Regions from separate parts of the Rattus norvegicus genome. Here region 2 is linked to region 1. Evidence: chromatin contacts called from public Hi-C data. All regions are on one chromosome and are shown on one strand. The core of a region is the stretch at or near the end of the contact, and the rest is flanking DNA. Distances in the headings are between cores, read along the strand shown. Region 1 has its middle 18 kb from the start of Cipc. Region 2 has its middle 14 kb from the start of Trnag-acc.

What was found. Hi-C and Micro-C count contacts between places; a contact is called where the count stands out from the background.
Region 2: a Hi-C map of Schwann cells shows a contact between it and region 1, with 1.9 times the contacts expected there. The contact joins two enhancer-like sites. A contact is called at or near these places in 5 of 12 Hi-C or Micro-C datasets (the Rat2 cell line, Schwann cells, hepatocytes and 2 more).

Annotation. Positions count from the first base shown.
Region 1 is chr6:112,304,871-112,311,023 of GRCr8, forward strand. No RefSeq gene overlaps it. Among named protein-coding and RNA genes, the nearest start is that of Cipc, 18 kb to the right of the region's middle. Within about 2 kb of position 3,056, at least 20 of the 93 cell types and tissues checked have an H3K27ac peak or open chromatin away from gene starts, as enhancers often do. A contact at or near this core is called in Schwann cells, where this site is marked.
Region 2 is chr6:112,351,327-112,357,479 of GRCr8, forward strand. No RefSeq gene overlaps it. Among named protein-coding and RNA genes, the nearest start is that of Trnag-acc, 14 kb to the left of the region's middle. Within about 2 kb of position 2,950, at least 59 of the 93 cell types and tissues checked have an H3K27ac peak or open chromatin away from gene starts, as enhancers often do. A contact at or near this core is called in Schwann cells, where this site is marked.

The DNA.
Region 1 (6,153 bases), core at 1,806-4,305:
GCCGCGGGACTGGACCCTGAGCATTCCAGGTCCTGTGTAAGAGATTATAAAGGTTGTACTGCGGCCCTGGTGTGGGAGAGCAAGGGAGATCAGCTTAGTTCATAAAACACTTTGTACACGAATGTGAAGACCAAGCTCAATCCCCTGAGTGTGTGTGTGTGTGTATATATATATATATATATATATATATATATATATATATATATATATATATAAATAAATAAAGCTGGCCATGAGGCATATATTTGTAATCCCAGTTCTGAGCAGCTAGATCTCTGGGGCTCACTGGCCAAGAAAAGACCGACCCTGTCTCAAAAACAAAAAGTGCAAGGCTGAGGAGACAGCTCAGTCAGCAAACAGGAGGATCTGAATGTAAAGGAAACCAACCGACCAACCAAACCAAGGATGGCATGTCTTGGAATCCCAGTGCCAGGGAGGTGGAGACTCTGAGAGGGCTCGCCAACCAGCTTAACCTAGCTGGTGAGCCCTGGGTCCCGCTGGAAAACACCATCTCAAAAAGACAAGGTAGAGGGCTGGAAAGATGGCTCAGTGGTTAACAGAGGTCCTGAGTTCAATTCCCTGCAACCACATGGTGGCTCACAACCATCTGTAATGCGATCTGATGCCCTCTTCCGGTGTGTCTGAGGACAGCGACAGTGTACAATAAATCTTTAAAAAACAAAACAAGCAAACAAACAAAACAAGGTAGAATTATTCTTGCGGATGAGACCCAAGGTTGACCTCTGGCGTCAATCCCATGCACATCTATATACACACAAACACACACAAGCATATAGGCACACATGCACACATAAAAGAGGTATGTGTGTGTGGAGTGAGATGGCTTAGCAAGTAAAGATTGCTGCATTTAAGCCTTATGACCTGAGTTTCTTCCTCATGACCTACAAGAAGGAGAGAACCGACTCCTCCAAGTAGTCCTCTGAGCTCCACATGCTCACCTCAGTGTACAACTCTCTCCAGATACATAAAAAATATCATTAGAAGAAAAAGAAAGAAGAAGCAATGTGGGGTTGGGGATTTAGCTCAGTGGTAGAGCGCTTGCCTAGGAAGCACAAGGCCCTGGGTTCGGTTCCCAGCTCCAAAAAAAAAAAAAAAAAAAAAAAAGAGAGAAGCAATGAGCAATGTGGGTACTTGAGAGGCAGAGGCAGGCAGATCTCTGTGAGTTTAAGGTCAACCTGGTCTACATAGCTTCAGGATAACCCCGGGTGCATAGTGAGATCCTGTCTTAAAACAAAACACAAAACACAAGAAACAAGAAACAGAAAACAAGGGGCTGGAGAGATGGCTCAGTGGTTACGAGAACCGACTGCTCTTCCTGAGGTCCTGAGTTCAAATCCCAGCAACCACATGATGGCTCACAACCACCTGTGATGAGATCTGATGCCCTCTTCTGGTGTGTCTGAAGGCAGCTACAGTGTACTCATACAATAAAATAAAAAATCTTAAAAAAAAAAAAAAGAAACAGAAAACAATACTTGAGGGAATGTGGGGAACAGGAGCTGTGGTTTGGTTGAGAATAGTCCTCCATTGGTTCATATGTTTGAATATTTGGCCTCCAGTGGTGGAACTGTTTGAGAAGGATTAGGATGTGTGGCCTTGTTGGAGAAGGCGTGTCCAGGCTTTGTGGTTTTTAAAAGACTAGTGCCATACCCAGGTAGCTCTCTTTGCTTCTCATGTGGTTTGAGACGTGAGCTTTCAGCTATTGTGCTGTACTGTCCATGTCTGCCTGAGGCCATGCTTCTCATCATGGTGGTCATGGGCACTAAGCCTATAAAATCCAAATCATCACTTTCAATTACAAGCTGTCTTGGTCATAGCACAGCAATAGAAAAGCAAGAAAGGAAAAGTCAAAGCTGTTTGCTGAAAGCTATACTCCCAAGGGCTTTCTGGTCCCACAGTCTTCATCCACAGAGACATTCAGAGCTGAGGATCCCAGGGCTCAGTAGAACCATCTCTTTGGGAGTGGCCTTGTGAGTGCTTCCCATAGGCTTCCTGCAGGCATGGCTGAGTCAGCCACTGTGGTTTGAGTGCCTCCTGGAGGAACAAGGGACTTTCAGCAGGAAGTGGGAAGGGATGCTGAGTTTAGGGAGAGTGAAGATGGAGTCCAGATTATTGACCTGTATGGAGTTGCGAATAAAGGATGCTTAAGGGAGAACCACAGAGCCTTCTGCAGAGCCCAGGGATCTCCTAAGGAAGAGATTTCATTGTCTGCCAGAGACAGGGAGGGCAGCCCTGTTTCCTCCATTCTTCCAGCTCCTTCTCCTTCTCCTCTTCCTTCTCCCCTTCCTCCTCTTCCTCCTTCTCCTCCTCCTCCTCTTCCTCTTTCTCCTTCTTCTGCTCCTCTATCACTCAGACCCTGAAAGCTACTAGCGGGTGGAGGTGTTCGTATGAGAGACTGACAATGCTTTTTATGCCCACATCCCTAGAGTCCAGTGGCCCCCAACTCCATACTTCAACAGAAGATTCATCTCTGAAGGAAGATGACAGTTGTCACTTGCTGTCTTTGACCGAGATGCTTTAACTCCCTGAGGGGACAGTGGAATTTTATGACCTGAAAGGTCCAACTTCCCCTCCCTCCCCATCACATGCATTGGGATTGAGCTTGGACCAGCTAAAACAAAAGGGTCGCACTGGGTCACTTCCCAGGCCTGGTGGGGTGGGTGGGGTGGGGCTGGTTTCACAGAGCCTCGGGCTTTGTCAAAGGAGCCCCCATGGATCTTCTACCTGTGGTCCCTAAAGGCAGGGCCTCCATGTGAGGTTCCTGCTCGTCCCTCAGCTGTCCTCTAGGACTGAAGAAGAATGTTTACTGTTTTTTTGTTTTTTTGATTTTTTTTTTTAACTTCCTATCTGTCTGGAAATGACAGAGATCAGTGGCAACAAAAAGAGGACTCCTTGTTCCAGCACAGAACGCCCACACCCTTCGAACTCTTCACCCAGCCTTGGCCTGACTTCACCCGGGGGTAGGAGAGGGAGGGAGCAGGGAGGCTGGGCCTTGGCCTGAGGACAAGAAGCTCCTGTCTGGGGACAAAAGATTTTTTTTTCTGGAAAGCTTAGAGCAAATCAGGGAGATGGGGGAGGGAAGGAACTTGGGGACAGTTCTAATGATAATGTCCCCAGGGTGATAGAGCTGTGGTCTGAGAGTCCTTTAAAAGTCTGGTTAGCTATTGAAAAACAATTGGCTGGATCCTACTCTTCTGCTCTCCCTGTCCTTGCACCAACCTGGGACGACTCTGTCCCAGGCTTTAGGGCAGGAATGTAGTCAGCTGGTTGAGCTGTGCTAAGAGCTCTTCGTTTGACCCCTAGGATTAGGTAAACCTGATGTAATGGTACGTGGTAATCCCAACACCCAGGAGGTGGAGGCAAGAGGACCAAGATTTCATGGTCATCCTTGGCTACACAGTGAATTCCAGGCTAACCTGAGTTACACGAGCCTCTGTCTCAAAGAGAACCAAACCAACCAACCAACCAACCAAGTAAGCAAACAAAACAGAGGCCGGGCTGGGGAGAGAGCTCAATATTGTCTTCCTTGTCTTGCAAAGCATGAGGAGCTAAGGTGGAGCCCCAGAACCTAGTGGGAAAAACCAAAGCTGGGCCTGTGCTCAGGGATGCAGAGGGAGAGACAGGGGATCCCTGGGGTCCACTAGCCAGGCAGCCTTGTCTAGTCAGTCAGCCCCAGTTCCCAGCGGAAGACTTTGTCTCAAAAAACAAGGTAGATGCCTCCTGAGGAGGGTATGGTAGGTCGTCTGTCCCCTGGGCTTCCATGCATTCGAGTACACACACAGACACAGACACATTCTTTCTCTCTTGCTTTACACACACACACACACACACACACACACACACACACACACACACACACACTTTTTTTTAAAAAAATAGAAACTTTTATTTTATGTGCATGATTGTTTTGCCTGTGTGTATGTCTGGGGAGCTCCTAGGACCGCTGCCCTGCCTCCTATTGCAGACAGAGCAGGGATCCTGAATCTCCCTCCCCCTTGTTTCAGCAGAGTATTGGTTAATCATATGCACAAGAACAGTAAGGCGTACATGCAGGGGCTAACCAAGTTCATTCTGCATAGCCTTCCAGAGAGGACTTCTACCACCCCTTGAACCTGCCTCCTTAAGGCTTCAGGTGCTTAAATCTTTGCCATCAGGACACTCTTTTTTAGTTCTCTTGGGTCTTGGCACACAGAAGAGTCCCCACCCCAAGGAAATGGATTTCAGCTTAGTTTCTGCCAACAGGTAAATAACTACTTAATTGTGAACAAGTGGCTGTCAGTTGGCTTGGCCTGACAAGCCCCAGAGAGCAGCAGGGTGGCCTTTCTAGGGCTCTTAGTCTCCTGGAGCATGTTTGTCTGAGGAACATCCCAGGAGTAGATACGTTATGTGGAACCAGCAAGGCATTCTGGTCTGAAGAATGGTGCTTCTTCCAAACTCATATGTGAAAAGCTACCTCAGCAAAGCCATAGTCCCGAGAGGCAGGTCCTTTGAAAAGTGATTAGGGCTTCAGGATTCTGACCTAAGGAATGGATTTGAGCGCTTAAATAGGAGGCCGAGGGAGCGTGTTGGCCCCATCTGCATTTGAAGACCTTTAAAGGCAATACTTGTGAGAAATGAAGCCCTTGGCATACAAAAATCTGCTTGATGCCTTGATTCTGGACTTCTCAGCCTCCAGAATGGCGAGCAATAGTTTTTGTTGTTTATTTATTTATTTTATTTTGTTTTTAAATTAGTTAATTGAGACAGGCCTCCTCTGTGTAGCCCTGGTTGTTCCAGAACTCTCTCTGTAGACCAGGCTGTCCTTGAACTTAGAGATCTGTCTGTCTCTGCCTCCTGAGTGCTGAGACTAAAGGCGTGTGTCACCACTGCCCCGCAAGTTTTGTTGTTTCCAAGTACTTGCCTAGACTAAGGTATTTTGCTATGGTAGCCTCAAGAGACCAAGATACATGGTACTAAACATTTTGGGTTGAATAATTCTTCGTTGAAGGGGCTGTGCCATATGTTGGAGGATGCCATGTGTCTCTCTGGCTTCCATTCATAAGAACCCAGTAGTTCCTCCTCCCATGAACTCAAAACTATCTCTAGACACTGACACATGTCCCTTTAGGGCCCCATAATCTGTTTGGGGACCATGGCAATCATCACTGCCTGTTCAGTGATCAAATAGCTGAGGAGATTCAGAGAGAAGCCGGGCCACTCATTCCCAGGTGCAGTTGAATTTCATGCAGAAGAAAGGCTAAGTCTAGCAAGTATCTGTTTCTGCTCTTTTAGTTGTAACAACTGGTACTCAGGAATGCTGGTGCAAACCTGTGATCTCAGCATTTGGGAATTCAAGGCCATGATGGGGACAAGGCCAGCTTACACTACCTAAGGCCCTATCTTAAACAACAACAACAACAACAACAACAACAACAACAACAACAACAACAACAACAAAACAAAAAGAAAGAAAAGAAAATTCATCTTGAAATGGCTTAAAAGTGGGGAGTCAGATGGCAGGGGGTTGGACATAGCTATAGTTGAGGCTGAACTTGATCCAATGACTCAAACATCATCTCAAGAGCTTGTTTTTAGTCTGTTGACTCTGATCCTCTCCATCTGTCTCCCTGAAGGGATGGGTGATTGTGAGCGAACCAGGCCTAACCACCCCATTTGAAACTTGTCAGGGCAGTGGTGGCACATACCTTTAGTCCCAGTGCTTGGAGGCAGACGCCAGCCTGGTCTACAGAGTGAGTTCTAGGACAGCCAGGGTTAAACAGTGAGACCTTGTCTTGAAGAAAGAAAGAAAGAAAGAAAGAAAGAAAGAAAGAAAGAAAGAAAGAAAGGAAGGAAGGAAGGAAGAAAGAAAGAAAGGGAAGGAAGGAAGGAAAGGAAAGAAGGAAGGAAGGAACCAATAAACTTGAGAACATAAGAAGTGTTTTTTCTTCATTTTGTTGCCCAGGGAAGTTTTCATGGCATATGATTGGCTAATTTGACCATAGATCTAACCCAAATAAAACGCCCTGGCCAGAGAAAGTGATGGTCTAATTGGCCTAACTAGTTATATGGCCTCCTCCGTACCTAAGAGTAGAATTAGCTCTGCCTATAGGGCATCAAGGATGTTCTAAGAGGAAAATCAGGTCCAACTTCTAG
Region 2 (6,153 bases), core at 1,700-4,199, 46 kb after region 1:
CCTGACACCGAGCCAGGAGCCTGTGGGGAAGATAGTGACGTGAGGTAGTGACATGAGGTAGTGACGTGAGGTAGTGACGTGAGGTAGTGCCTGTTGTTCAGGGCAGTTCATTCTAGAGCTGCAGTTCTGCAAAGCCTGGAGAGAGGGAACTCAGGCAAGTGAAGTTTAAGCTCAGGCACAGGGTAAAGCTCTGACAAATAGATACTAGGGCGTAGGATTTGGTTTTATTTATTTTAATTTTGTTGTTTTGTTTTTGTTTTCTTTCTTTTTTAAAAGTATTTATTTATTTATTTATTTATTTATTTATTTATTTATTTAATGTATATGACTACACTGTCACTGTCTTCAGACACACCAGAAGAGGTCATCAGATCCCATACAGATGGTGGTAAGCCACCATGTGGTTGCTGGGATTTGAACTCAGATCTCTGGAGGCACTGTCAGTGCTCTTTTTTTTTTTCCCTTTTAATAATTTTTTCTTTTTTTTTTTTTTTTTTTTTTTTTGGTTTTTTTTTTTTCCGGAGCTGGGGACCGAACCCAGGGCCTTGTGCTTGCTAGGTAAGCGCTCTACCACTGAGCTAAATCCCCAACCCCATAATTTTTTCTTTTTTTTCATCTTTGTTAACTTGGGTATTTCTTATTGACATTTCGATTGTTATTCCCTTTCCCGGTTTCTGGGCCAACATCCCCCCCACTTCTCTATGGGTGTTCCCCTCCCCATCCTCCCCCCAACAATCCCGTTCACTGGGGGTTCAGTCTTGGCAGGACCAAGGGCTTCCCCTTCCACTGGTGCTCTTACTAGGATATTCATTGCTACCTATGAGGTTGGAGCCCAGGGTCAGTCCATGTAAAGTCTTTGGGTAGTGGCTTGGTCCCTGGAAGCTCTGGTTGGTTGGCATTGTTGTTCATATGGGGTCTCAAGCCCCTTCAAGCTCTTTCAGTCTTTTCTCTGATTCCTTCAATAGTGTACTCATATACAATAAATAAATAAGTCTTCAAATGCTGGAAAAGGCATATGATTCCATGCCCACCTTAATTTTGATTGTGTGTGTGTGTGTGTGTGTGTGTGTGTGTCTGTCTGTCTGTCTGTCTGTCTGTCTGTCTGTGTGGAGGCTCAGGGGATAACTTTTAGGAGTTGCTTTTCTTTTTCTACCAGGTAGGTCTGGGAAATCAAACTTGGCTCGTTTCACTGGGTGTCTGTGTCTTTACCAGAAGAGCAACTCAGCGACCCCAACCTTAATTTTTTTTTCTCTTTGAGACAAGGTTTCTCTCTGTAGACCATGATGCTGGCCTCTAGTTCTCACCAATCCTCCTGCCTCAACCTCTAAAGAGTTGTTTTCAGAACAGACTGCACTGAAGACTTGACTGGCTGGAATCGTGTTTTAGTCACGGGAAGAGCAGGAAAGGAGGCATGAATGGGAGAGAATGTGGGGCCAGGCCTCCACCCTGCCTCTCAGAGCCTAGCTAGCTGCTTGTGTGTTGGGTTGCTTCTATCAGCACTAACGGATTGATGGGCCTTGATGTGAAGGAGTTCAGTGTGACCCCGTGTGGTGCATGTTCAGTTCCAGTGATCCCTGCAGGTGAACTGTGCCGGGTAAGGAACTGAGGGCTGGGCGGGCTGCGCTGGCCTTAGTCCAAGACCAGCTTTCTGCTTTGTACTTAAAGTCAAGTTAGTCAGCAAATCCACCAGCTCCCTGCCTGCCTCTGGCACTAGGCCCAGACACCCAAAATGCAGCCCTTCCTGGGGCAGATCCTAGAGAACACCTGCCAAATGGCTCTGTGCTTCCCTGCCTGCCCCAGGCCTCACCCCTCTTTATAACCATCCAGGCTGGGTGGGAGCTAAGGAACAGGACCAAGGTTGTCAGCCCCACCTTAGCTAGGCCCCACATCTGATGACTCAACCTTCAAGTCTTCAGTGCAGTCTGTCCTTCACACCTGTGATAACCCCTTCTGCTCGCACCTACACCTTCAGATACACCCACTGAGCTGTAGCCTGGGCTTCAGAGCAATATCCTTTGGGACCTCTTTTAAAAAAAAAAAAAAAAAAAAAAAAAAAGATCCGTGCCAGGTCGTACCCAGACCAGTTTTATCAGCCTCTCTGGGAGGGAGGGCACCCTGTTCCACACCCATCAGTAATTTCTGAAACTCCTTGGATGACTGCCAATGTGCAGACCAAGTGGGAGGTGGGGACCAGCGTTCCCTGCTCCACAGGGTAGTGTGAGCAGAAGCAGCTTGTGAGAAATTCAGAGCCCTGCTGCGTTTTAATAAGATCTCCAGGGATTTCCTGAACTGTCAAGGGGCAGGGACACCCTTGCTGGTCCAAGTGCACTGCTGGGGATTTTACACACACAGACACATACAGACACACACACACACACACACACACACACACACACACACACACAGACACGCGCACACGCACACACGACACCATCTCATGCAATTCTCACATCCCTCTCAAACAAACAAGGAAACAAACCTTATTCATCCGGTAGTTCTTATTTAATTAGCACCTATGAGAGGCTCTGTGCTAGAGCTTGGGCTAAAATCAGGCTAGGCGGAGGCTGGGGAAGGTCTCGAGGCTAATGGAATGTAGATATCAACCTCTTCACTCACCGACTGTGTGTTTCTGGGCAACTTCCTCAGTCTCTTTGAGCCCGGGTTTCTTCTTCAGAACAAGGCTATTAATAATCGCACTGCCATGATTGGGGGAACTTCTCTAAGTCAAGTACTCACCAACTCTGGGACTAGGCTAAAGCAAGTAAGGACACGATTATAACAAAGCCACAGGGTGGCAGTGAGGGAGGAGACTAGAGGCTGAAGAGCGAGGGGGGCTCAGCCCAGGAATGTGCTCTTTTGGGAACCCGCAGAAGCACAGTCTGGGTGCTGCGGACCAGGCTGCTGGATCCCCGCCCCTCTAGGCAGGCTGTCTGTTCCCTGACCAATGCAGAGACGGCTCTCGGGTCAGCCTATTTTTGGTACCAGGGATCTGAGCCTCAGAATGCACTCTTTCCTGGCTAAAACCCTTTGTGGCTCGGGAGGCAAACACCCGGCAAGCTCTCTGACCCTGGGGTGGGTCTCGCGCGGATGGTCCCCGCAGGCTGTGGCACAGGCGCGGCGTGCGGCGGCGCCCCCTCCCGGCCGATGCGAGTACTGCATCTTCCCTGCGTGGCTGGTGGCTAGGTGGAAACACCACCCCTACGCGCGTGGTCTAAGTGCTCGGCGTTGGGGGCTCCAGGGTCCTCCAACCGTTCTGTTGTCTCCTGTAATTTAATTGTCTCTCCCGAAAGCGTTGCTAATTAACTCCTTTCTCTGAGAGCCGCCACACTCTCTCCCCTGCTGTTGTGGATTAATTACGCTGTGCTGGTGAGGGATTTCTTAGCCTCGGCGGGCTCCGTGGATGGGCCTCGCAGCCTCGGGCGGGCCTCCCTCTTCCTGGGCCCTGTGAGCGATCTCTACAATCTTGGGCTAAACGCAAGAACAGTGTTCTCTTGTTCGTGCGACCTCTGCAGCTTGTATCCATCAAAATCAAGTTTATGTGATTTTATCTCCTGTCTTTCCAGCTCTCAAACTATATACTGCTTCTCCTCTGAGGTTCGATTCCTGCTGTCTTACACAGCGTCCACAGCACAACACACTAAGTGGAAGGTTTGCTACAGGGCAGAATGGACCAGGTCACACAGTACATCCGCCGCACAAACAGGAGTAGGACTCAGCTTTCCTGACGCTTGGGCCAAGAACTCAGAATCACCAGGCCTGCAGTACTCGGTGTAGTGATCCTTCGGGGGAAGGCAGAGGGCACTGACTGCCTGAGGACCTGTGAGGCCACTGCTCTATTCATTCACTGTCCTCTGCCCAGATGTCTCGCCCACTCTTCTAGTACTGCATCCCAGTACTGAGCACCGTCCCAGGGCTCCTTCCCCGTGCACCCCTGCCATCACATTCTCCCCTCCCAGTTCTCCCTTCCCTAGACTCTGACTCGCCTCTCCTTTAGCTCCCTACCTGAGGACGCATCTCGTTTCATGGTCAATTTCATGGTCAATAGTGGCAAATGCCGCCAGGAACTTGAAAATACTTTGCGGGGAGGTTCGTAAAGGCATTACAAGCAGGCCAGAGGTGGGGCATTCAGGCACAGGGAGAGAGCTTGCATTCGGGACTGCTTTTTTTTTTTTTTTTTTTTTTTTTTGGTTCTTTTTTTTCGGAGCTGGGGACCGAACCCAGGGCCTTGCGCTTCCTAGGTAAGCGCTCTACCACTGAGCTAAATCCCCAGCCCCTCGGGACTGCTTTTTACCCTGAAGGCCTATCTCTCAGTGATGAGACCTTCTCGGAGGTTCCGGTGTGAGGAAGTGCCAGGCCCCACTGCAGATCTTTGCTCCTTTGTTTCCCTCAGTCTAGAGGACTTAGCTTGTGAGCCACACAGCACCAGTCACGGTTCTGCCGGAGCTCTCTTTCCCAGCGTAGTAGAAGAGCTTGTGTAGAGGCTCCGGAAGCCTACTGCCGGATACCCGACCCCCACACTCCAATGCTTCCTCTCCCTGACTCTCCAGAAGCTGGGGTTATGTTGACCTTTTGACCACCTTTAGTCTCTATAGGGGTGTAGCCAGGAGGAACCTGGGCCTTTCCTTAGAGAGGTGTCATCCTAGAATCTAGAAAGCTGCATTTTCCCAGTGCAAAGTGGTCACTCTCCCCAGTCTGGGGAAGCCTGCCACACCACCAGCAGACGGACACGTCATGAGCCTCCAGGCAGAGGAGGAGCCCGGCTCTTCCTGACCGCTACTTCCTGTGACAGTCTAGCTGTTCCTCTCATACACTGTAGGAATGAACCCAAGAATTACCGAGGGAAAATTTGATTCCGTGTTCTTTTCAGCAGAGAACTCGTTGAGTGTTTACAACAATTCGCTGTGCAGAGGGTGCTTGGAAGCAGAGGCTACACTCTGGATCAGGCCACATGGCCGAGAAGCTAGGCTCTGCCGCTTACTAACTGGGAGCCTTGGGCGAATAACTTCTCCGTGCCCCTCCCCCGGTTTTTTTTCCTTTTTAAGCTTGGGAAATAGGGTTATAGCAGAGCTGACCTCACAAGCTTGCTACAGGGGATAAATGACTTAATACAGGTGAAGTTTATGAATGACACGGCCCAGGCAATGGGGGAATGCCCGCTAATGCTAGTCTTTATTAATCCTATTAATAGAAAGATGTCAGCATGGAGGGCTGGAGAGGATGAAAGCTCAGGAGTGACGGCATCACACGCAGGCCAGAGAGGAGCCTGATTTCCAGAGGTCCTGAGTTCAATTCCCAGCAACCATCTCATCTATAATGAGATCTGGCGCCCTCTTCTGGCGTTCAGGCATACATGCAGGGAGAACATTGTATACGTAATAAATAATTAAATCTTTAAAAAAAAATATGTCATCACGGAGTTAGCACAAAACCACCCCTCTCTCCATTCCTGGTCTGTGAGGTGTGCAGTGCAGGCAGGAGACAACCCCCAGGAGGAGGTAATAACACCAACAGAGAACCATGGGAATGTAGGCATGTGGTTCCAGACTAGTCTGGTTCAGGTAAGGCAAAGCCCTGTAGAGGAATGAGATGTGGACAGGCTGGAGCCATGTCGGCTAAAGATAATTGGGCAAAAGGAAGAACTATAAGAAGGCACTAGGTCACCGGACATAGCCACAAGGGAACACCTTGGCAGGTAGGATAAGGGTGATGGACACAAGGAAGGGTCAGCCCCCACACTTCAGGGTTCTGATCTTTCTGTAAGTTATTGTGGTAGGAAGGGTTCCCTTTACCCTGTTTGCTGAGACTATGAGGAAGACACCTGAATTCCTCAGCCGCTTTGGACAGACCCTTCAGAAATGGTCTCCACTACGGAGGCCTTTCACACATCAGTTGGCCCCTTCTTCTCCCGAAGGGACACCGTGAGTTGAGGTGAGTCATGGCTTCCTAAGAAATTACTACAGTTGAGTCAGGGTCCTTAGAGAGTGTGACCTAAGGGCAGGATCCCTAACTGCGGCTCCGGGATGTAGCACTATCACTTCCAAGCCCTGACTTGTAATTCCCAGAAATCACAGGGACCTCTGTCTACGCACGCACGGCCTTCCTCTCTCCATGCCTGGCGTGCTTCTATGCATCCTGCCTCATCTACATGCTGCC